2 separate regions of the Mus musculus genome follow, and region 1 is linked to region 2. Evidence: chromatin contacts called from public ChIA-PET data. All regions are on one chromosome and are shown on one strand. Each heading gives the region's core, a stretch centred on a gene start, on an enhancer-like site or on the middle of the called end of the contact. The rest is flanking DNA. Distances are from core to core; before and after follow the strand shown.

Region 1 (3,787 bases), core at 431-2,930, 460 kb after region 2:
AAGGAGGCAAACAGAGATGCATAGCAGTGACTCAGAAATAACCTAAAAGATGTTATTTACATCTAGACTCTTCTTTCTAGTTCCAAACCTTCAATCCCTTTGATTTCTCGGTTTATTTTAATCCTTTTCAATTTTCAACCCTCCCTCCCTGCATTTGCAAGAGAAAAAGAGAAGGCAAAAAGCAAAAGAAGAGGTAGATGCCCATAGATAAATGGCTACAGTTTAAATTTCCTCTCTCTCAGCTCAGCCAGAGGCAAGCATCTGGCCCTTTCATTTGACACAGTTTACCTAAAGGGTATAGTGTGTCTTCCTCCTCAAAGAAATGTCTGCTGGCAACCTGACTGCTGTATCAAAGAAGGCCCTATGCCTGTGCAAGGGAGGGCATGAAGCAAATGTGGAAACTTTAAAAATTCTAAAATTCTCTTCCTTTTGATTATACGCCATTCTGAAAGAGAGATTAAATACATGGTTAACTGTGGGGGTGAGACTAGGTAGAGATAAGCACGGGCTAGTGTTTATTTCTCACCCCAGGCGTTGATAATATAGAGCTGTGAGATTTTAGAAGTTAGCTGGTACATACATATACATTATGGCAACAAATTCTGGGAGTTGTTAGCATGTAGCATTTGAGGGGATCTAAGTAATTCAGGAAATATGCAGGTATACTTACCTAATGGGTCAAGAAGAGGAGGAGTTTGGGATCCTTTAGTCTACCATTCAAGCTGACACCAAGCCTAAGTTCCTAAATGTCTGTCATGCTTAACCCTAGATAAACATACGCTATATAAACAAACAGCTATGAGATGGCACTGAAACGCATGCTTCACATATGCACATGAATTTTGTATCGCCAAGTCTCAGCCAATCTGTGAAATATTCCCACAAGAAATGGAGTACATTCAAGTGGTCAGGCTGGCCCTGCTCAGGTTCTAAGAATAATTTACAGACATCTAGAGCCATAATTTAAATAGCAGCATAGTTCCTTTCTGGGCTACTGCTATGTGGGCTTCCAGCCACAGTCTCAAATAGGTTTTAGTCCTGGGGAAAAAGCAGAGCCTGTTCTCTTTGTGTGCTGTGGCGGCCTGGCAAAAAGGTGAATCTATCGACTCCCGTTACAGAATGTCAGTGTCTGCTTGACATTTTCATTACTAATAGTCATTTTTCAAAGTAAATTCACACTTCAGTTGCTTCTTAGTGGTCATAAATGGTTGTCAGACCTTGCCCAGGGTTCATCTAGATATCCCTTTGAGATATTCTTATTAGCAAGTGGACAGATTTCCTCCACTTGCTATAATCTATAACCTGCCTGAGCCAAATTTAAAAAAAAAAAAAAAGAGGAGCTTCCATGACAATTTCCTCTGGGGTTGTTCCTAGGGATCTTTCACATGATTTTAGCTGATTAATGTGAAAACAAGGACTTAAGGTGATAAAATTGAATTTGGAAGTCAATGTAAAATAACTGAGCACTTATTTGAATAATAGTTTGCGGAACATCACTAGCAGAGAAAGATTTCAGATGCCCTATAGCTTAAGTAGAGCGAGCTAGAGACAGCAGAAGAAGAACTCAAAAAGATGCCCTAGTAGCCAGATTTTATTTCATGTCAGGTGACTCGGAAAGCCCTTGGTAGGAGGTACTGAACAGTGGGAGGAAGTGGTCTGATTTAGCTTTGATTAAGACCAACAGAAGGTGAAACAAAAGAGAAGTGTTAGAGCTGATTGAAGAGATGACAGTGTTTGGACCAGGGTGGTAGAGTTGAGCGGGGTGGGCATGGCCTTACTGCCAGTGGATTCTAAAGGCTAAACCATGAAGATTAGGTGCCTTGTGGGAAGTGATAAATTAAGTGTGCATGAAGGAAAGTTGGCAAGGTGGATGCAAAGGTTGTGACCATAAGAAACTTCAAGTAAGCATCTGGCATACTCAATGTCCTTTAGCTAAACATGTTTTCTAGTATGCTTTTCTACATCAGTGATTCTGGAGGTTGGGGACCCTGCAGACTGACAGCCTTTTTAGCTCCAGTCAGTTTGAAGGCTGTTTCTACAGCATACTTCCACCAAAGTCACCTGTCACGGGGCACCCAGGAGCACGCAGAGACATGGAGGATACTCACATGAAGAAGTGAGTCATTCCAAAGCAAAGGAAGAAAGAGTCTGCATATAGATGGTGCCAGTCATGAGTGAGCTTCTAGTGTAAGCATGTGCAGCCTCTGGCAGGTCCTTCGCTTGGGTCTCTACTGACCTCTGAGTCCCAGGAAGGAAAAGATAATGAGCATCGGAAAGAGAGTGGTTTCCGTTAAAATCACTCAGAGGACATTGTGGGAAAGGAATGAAGGAGGGTTGTGGAAATGCTGTTTTCTGGTTATGATATTGCCAGTGCAATCTTAAAAAAAATCGCAAAAGCTACCTGCACTGGACCTGCCCAAGACTGGTCCTGCCAATGATCGTTCACAGACAGGGAAGAAACTTCCTCATGGTACAGGACTCATCCCTGCTGGAATGTTGGCTACACAACCGTTCTTGGAGACAGGAGTCCTTGTCTCGTGTTGTGGCAGCATCGGGTGAGACCACTGAACTTTTAAGGATAGCTACAAGCCCGTGGTCACCCAGACCACCTCGGTTAAACTCAATGAGTAACAAAACAGTAAAGACATGAGTGAGGAGAAAGGATTTGTAGGAAAGTGGAGTGTTGAAGGGGTAGGAGGCAAGAGTATTTGCCATGCATTTTTATGTACATGAAAATGTAAAAAAAGAAAATTAAAGATTTATTTTTATTATTTTAAAATTACATGTAGATGTGTGTTTGTATGTACATATGGACACCTAAATACAGGTGTCCATGGGGCCAGGGTCTCAGATTCCTATGGAGTGGGAGTCACTTGTGGTTATGTTTGTGAGCTACCGATGTGGGTGCTAGGAACCAAACAGGTCCACTGGGTGATCTTCCCAGCCGCAAATCAATATATTTAATGAATAATTTAAGTAACTTTGCGGGTCCTCCACCCTGAATAGCACCCAGCTGCAACCCCTCCCGCACTGCCCAGGGAGAAGGATAGAGTTAGGAAGACTTCAAAAATATATAGCCTGGGACAGGGCTTCCCCTGCACGGGCTGCAGGAAGTTCCTCGAGCCCCTGGAGATGCTTAAGGATAGGAACTACATGCCTGCACCGAGGCTGGGAATTATAGCCAAGAAGGCATGGACCACAGGAGCTCTTGAGAAAAATGTGGTTTCTCAAGGAGAGACAGGCTGCATGCTAGAAGGAAAACTACAGAGAACCCAACTTGCACACTCAGGGGTCCAAACACAGCAGAGACACCCCCAGGTAGGGCCGGAGTAACAAGCAGCAAGGATAAATTTAGGATGAGTGGGATAGTGGAGAGCTACACTAAGCAGGAGAATCTTGAAAAGGTTAAAATACTGAGATAAGAGGGTTTTTCTCCCCTTAAAGATGTTTAACTGTAGTATTTCCCTTTGAGTGAGGATTAAGTTGCAAAATGAGAGCAGCTATGCTAATCAGGGTGAGATGAGCAGGGGGCCAGCATTTTGCCCTGGGTTTCTGCACACACAGTCTCTGCTGTAGTCCTGTCAGCCCCAAGACACCCTTAGGATTTATGACCTTGGTGTCAAGCCCAAACGCAGCTAAGGCAACGAAGCCAGCAGGGCCCTGATTCCTGCTAACCTTCAAAACGCTCCCACCAGCCTCCAGGGACCTCAAATGCTTCTCATGGAGCGTAGTGGCTTTCTTACTACAAATAGGAAAGGGGGATTTAAAATGCTACCCAACGCACCAG
Region 2 (4,279 bases), core at 1,587-4,086:
TTCAGGCAAAGACCTTTAGGAAGACATAGTTATGATAAAGACTGAGAGACCACCTGTACAAGCAGTGTCATTAGATCCACCTCAGCACTACAACTCTATCAGAAGCCAGGGAGGCAGATGTGTCCACTCGGCACTGTGTGCAGCTTTCCAGTGGCCAGCTCAGCTGGTTCTAGGTCATACTTATTCCTTTGTGTTTTCCATGTTTGTATAATGAATATTTTCCCATAATCGAATGAGTTCAGGTGGTAGAGTGGTGTCCCTGGAAGACTAGCTCTCATTTGCTTGATGAACTGTTTTCTTTACTTCCTGTCTTTGACTCTCTGACTATCCTTTCTGGGGGCCCACTGAAACAGCTATGTTAGCTATAAGGCTTCAGTGGTTAAAAAGTCACACGTAAGGTACTTTTCCACTGCCAGCTTTAGCTCTGTGTAGTATATCTTCCTTCTAGTGCGTTCAGTCAACCATCACTCAGCCCAGAGGGTGACATTGAGGACACAGCGCTCATTCCATTAGTACCACTAGATGGCAGTATATTCTACCAGCCTCATCAGGGCATGGCTTTATCAACTTGGCCATGTATTGGGGGTTTCTTTTTATTTGTTTGAGAATTTCATACAACATATTTTGAACTTATTAACCCCTGTCCCAATTCCTTCCTGAACGCACTCAGACACCCTCCTTCCCCATCCACCTAATAATAATATGCAGTTCCTTTTTTTCTAATTTCCTTTCTTCCTTCCATTCTTCCTCCCTTTCTTCTTTCTTTCCTTCCATGGAGTCATTCCCTCATAATGGATCTGAGGGCATGCATTTACAAGAATATATATATATATATATATATATATATATATATATATATATATATATATATATATGCATCCTTCCTTGTTCTACATTTAATACTCTTGACTGATTCATCCTAAAAGTGGAATATTCTAGAAAAATTCAAGCATAATAAATGTAAGCATTTAAATATAGTCACATCCAACCTGGAAGTTTTCTATTTTAAAAACTACTTTAGAATTCCAGTTCTTGAGCTATAGCTAAAAGGCCTAAGAATTAATGTGTGTATATATATATATATATAAACTCAAGTTATCCCCGGTGAACTCCTCTAAACCTTCATGTTCTCAGTGCATTGTAGAAGGTTAAAGGTGTCCATTTCCTCTTGAAGAGACTTACCATTCCCTCTGAGTACGTTCTTATCTAAGTGTTTGCTTGGGGTTTATACTGAAGTCAGCACCAAGATAACAAAGGAGATGTAACTTTTTTTATTTGAGAATTATTATTCTGTTTTGCTTTGAAAGCTAACGGTAAGCATTCCTCGGGCTACAGAGTTTGGTTCATCGTTAGAACTGGCCAATTAGAATTGGACAGAGTTAACTGGCCAATAGACAGTAGTCCACTTAGGTTCTCATGTCATTAATATCTAGCAATGTTTTGTTTGCATTTCTTATTCTTTTATATACATTTTGTCTTTGGAACAAGTCTTAAAGTGAACATGTTAAAAGTAGGGGCATCTTTATAACAGTCCTGGGAATAAATCCTTCACCTTTATCTAACTACTCAGAGATTCAGTAGATCTTCCTACCATAATAAGAGTCCTTTACACAGTAAAATCTGTTAAGTGCATCCTGAACCATTTTATTCTGCATTTGGTGGCATTAGGGCACTACTGTGTTGCTTGTTCCCTAAATGCTTTTCCCTCTATCTGTCTGTAATGTCTATAATTAAACATAAGGGCCCAGCTAGGAGTTGCATCCTTCCTTGTTCTACATTTCTAATACCCTTGGCTGAGTCTTCCTAAAAGTGGAATATTCTAGAAAAATTCAAGCGTAATAAATGTAAGCATCTAAATATAGTCACATCCAACCTGGAAGTTTTCTATTTTAAAAACTACTTTAGAATTCCAGTTCTTGAGCCTAAGAACCTCAGTTCCGTGAGGGGAAAAATATGGCCTGTACAAACAACTAGTCCATCCTGTTCTAACCTTTAGGGTCTAGTTTGAACCCAGAGCTCTCCCAGGAACCCTGAAGAGAGCTGCTTCAGCAATGGAGATTTTTGAGATTTAAAGAACCCCAAAAGTTCAATTCAGGCAGGGCCTTCGTTGGATGCCTTTAACATATTCACTTCAGAGAGCTCTGGAGTGAGATGAGAAGAGTCTCCGTCACGGCAGCTTCAACTCTCAGAAGCGGAAGCAGAATTTGAGAAGAAAAGGAAGAAACAGAAAACCAGAGGTTTGCACCCTCGCGCTGATGAGCAGCGGCTGTGGGTTTCGGAATCTTCTCAGGAACAGAGTACATCCTATGTGGCTGCCTTTAGGACAAGGTTTGGGGTCTTGCCAAAAAAACAAAGCAAACCAAAACCAAACCCAAACAAACAAAAACCAGTCTCACTGAGCTCTAGAACCTAGGGCATTAGTGCGATATCATTCACATGGAGCAAACAATGCTAATAGCTGCAGGTTTTATTTTCTTATGTTCAGCTGTCATATGAGGCCCCAGGAAAACATCAAAATGCACTCACAGGCCACACACACACACACACACACACACACACACACACACACACACTCGCGCACACACGCAGAGGGGGGCGGGGTGAGAGAGAATTCGAGTATCCTTGAATTCAAATCCCTTTCTTAGGTGTCAAAAAACTGAAGATGCTGAAGCATGGAAGAAACACCTGTCAGATGAGAAAGAAAGAAGTGTTTGCAAGTCCCTGCCTGCTACAGGGAAAGGGCAAAGGCAAAACTATGGCTGCTTGATGCATCCCTACTGAAAGGACTGAGTGTTAATGGTGTTAGTGTAACTAAGTGACATAGGCTCCCATTTGCTGGATCTCTTCTTTATTCTGTCATGGCAAGTTGGTGACTTCACACATTATGTTGCTTAGCTTCTAGGGGGAAGGTGGGAGATAAAACAAATCAAAACAAAAACAAAACAAAAAGCCCACCAACTACAGAAGGTGGGGAGGGAGGGGAGGGAGTCAACATTGCCAAAGTGTTTCTCAGCATACAGATCAAAGGTACAATTACAAACTCGGGTGATTAACAACAATTATATTATCTATCTGATTAGTTCCCCTAGGTCAAAGCTATGTGTTAAAAAGGAAATCGTTTGAGCCTGAAGTTTAACTTGGTTTCAATATATTGGCTAGGCAACTAAAGGACAGTCAAAACCAAAACAAAGGAAGCCCATTAATGTGTAGACTGGCTTCTTTCTCAAAGGTTGTTTTCAGCCTCAGTTCCCATGAGGTCAATATTTAATAAGGGTGTCAAGCTAAATTTGGCTGCTTGTGTGTTTGAGTTAGCCTAGCTCTTGCTTTCTGGCATTTCATAGAATTGACTGTGGTGAGAAAATCTGGTCTACTTGAAAGACTGCGAATCAAGCTCTCAAAGAAGGTTCTGATGCACTGCAAAAATACTGTGCCTTGAAGTCTGTCCTACTTCCTTCCACAAAGAACAAAAACTGAAAGTACTTTTGCAAGGGAGAAAAAAAAAAAAAGCTTGATTTCAGGTAACGTCAAACCTCAGCTATAAATAAACTCTGTGAGGAAACTGAATCCGCAGAGAGTCTGTGTCGCATCAGGTACATCCGAATGTCGGAGAACAGCTTCCCAATTATAATCATCAGTGCAAAGGAAGTCAGAGATCCAAACAGCTAAGGTTAAGAGGAGAAAGCTGAAGGGATCATGAGCTGTGATGGGCGGGAAAAGGAAGGGGCGGCTGAGGCTCTGGCATGAGCTCAGTATACGCGCGTTAGCTGATGACTCACAGTGGCTATAATCAGTACATCCAGAAAGGACAGATGAGCATCTCACAAAACAGTGCGCACCACCCCAGACCCTCGCTGCTCTGTACGAGTGCAGATTGCAGCAAATGCCCTTCCCTAATCGTGTGATTCAGTCTGAGTCTAGTGCAAGGAGGAAAGGGCGTAGAATTCCAAGGGAAAATATATGTAGTCACGAAAGTCCAAGCAATCAAGAATAATAAGACAAATTTTAGACCTCAAAGGAAATTATCACCAGAAAGCAGGATGAGGTTCAAGGTCATGCTTCTGTAATCTCCATAGAAACTCAGGCAGTCTGATAATACAGAACCCAGAAAATTGAAGGGACAGAGAAAGCAACAGAGGGCGGAGACTCGACCAGACCTTAATAATGTAGCAAATTGTGATTGAACTCACTAATTCCCGAGTGACCCAGCATGGACCCATTGGTAGGGAAATGACGGAACAGATGTTACACAGCCTCCTCTAGACTTGATAAGACCTCCACA

What was found. ChIA-PET counts read pairs in DNA pulled down with a chosen protein or histone mark.
Region 1: an RNA polymerase II ChIA-PET map of memory CD8 T cells shows a contact between it and region 2, with 5 times the contacts expected there. The contact joins two enhancer-like sites. A contact is called at or near these places in 4 of 115 datasets of contacts at active chromatin or transcription factors (CD8 T cells, bone marrow-derived dendritic cells, large pre-B cells and 1 more) and 1 of 9 other capture datasets (embryonic stem cells).

What each region holds. Positions count from the first base shown.
Region 1 is chr16:49,960,806-49,964,592 of GRCm38.p6, forward strand. It overlaps Gm5486. Among named protein-coding and RNA genes, the nearest start is that of Gm19723, 6.9 kb to the left of the region's middle. Within about 2 kb of position 1,681, at least 11 of the 459 cell types and tissues checked have an H3K27ac peak or open chromatin away from gene starts, as enhancers often do. A contact at or near this core is called in memory CD8 T cells, where this site is marked.
Region 2 is chr16:49,500,520-49,504,798 of GRCm38.p6, forward strand. No RefSeq gene overlaps it. Among named protein-coding and RNA genes, the nearest start is that of Gm4802, 90 kb to the left of the region's middle. Within about 2 kb of position 2,837, at least 86 of the 459 cell types and tissues checked have an H3K27ac peak or open chromatin away from gene starts, as enhancers often do. A contact at or near this core is called in memory CD8 T cells, where this site is marked.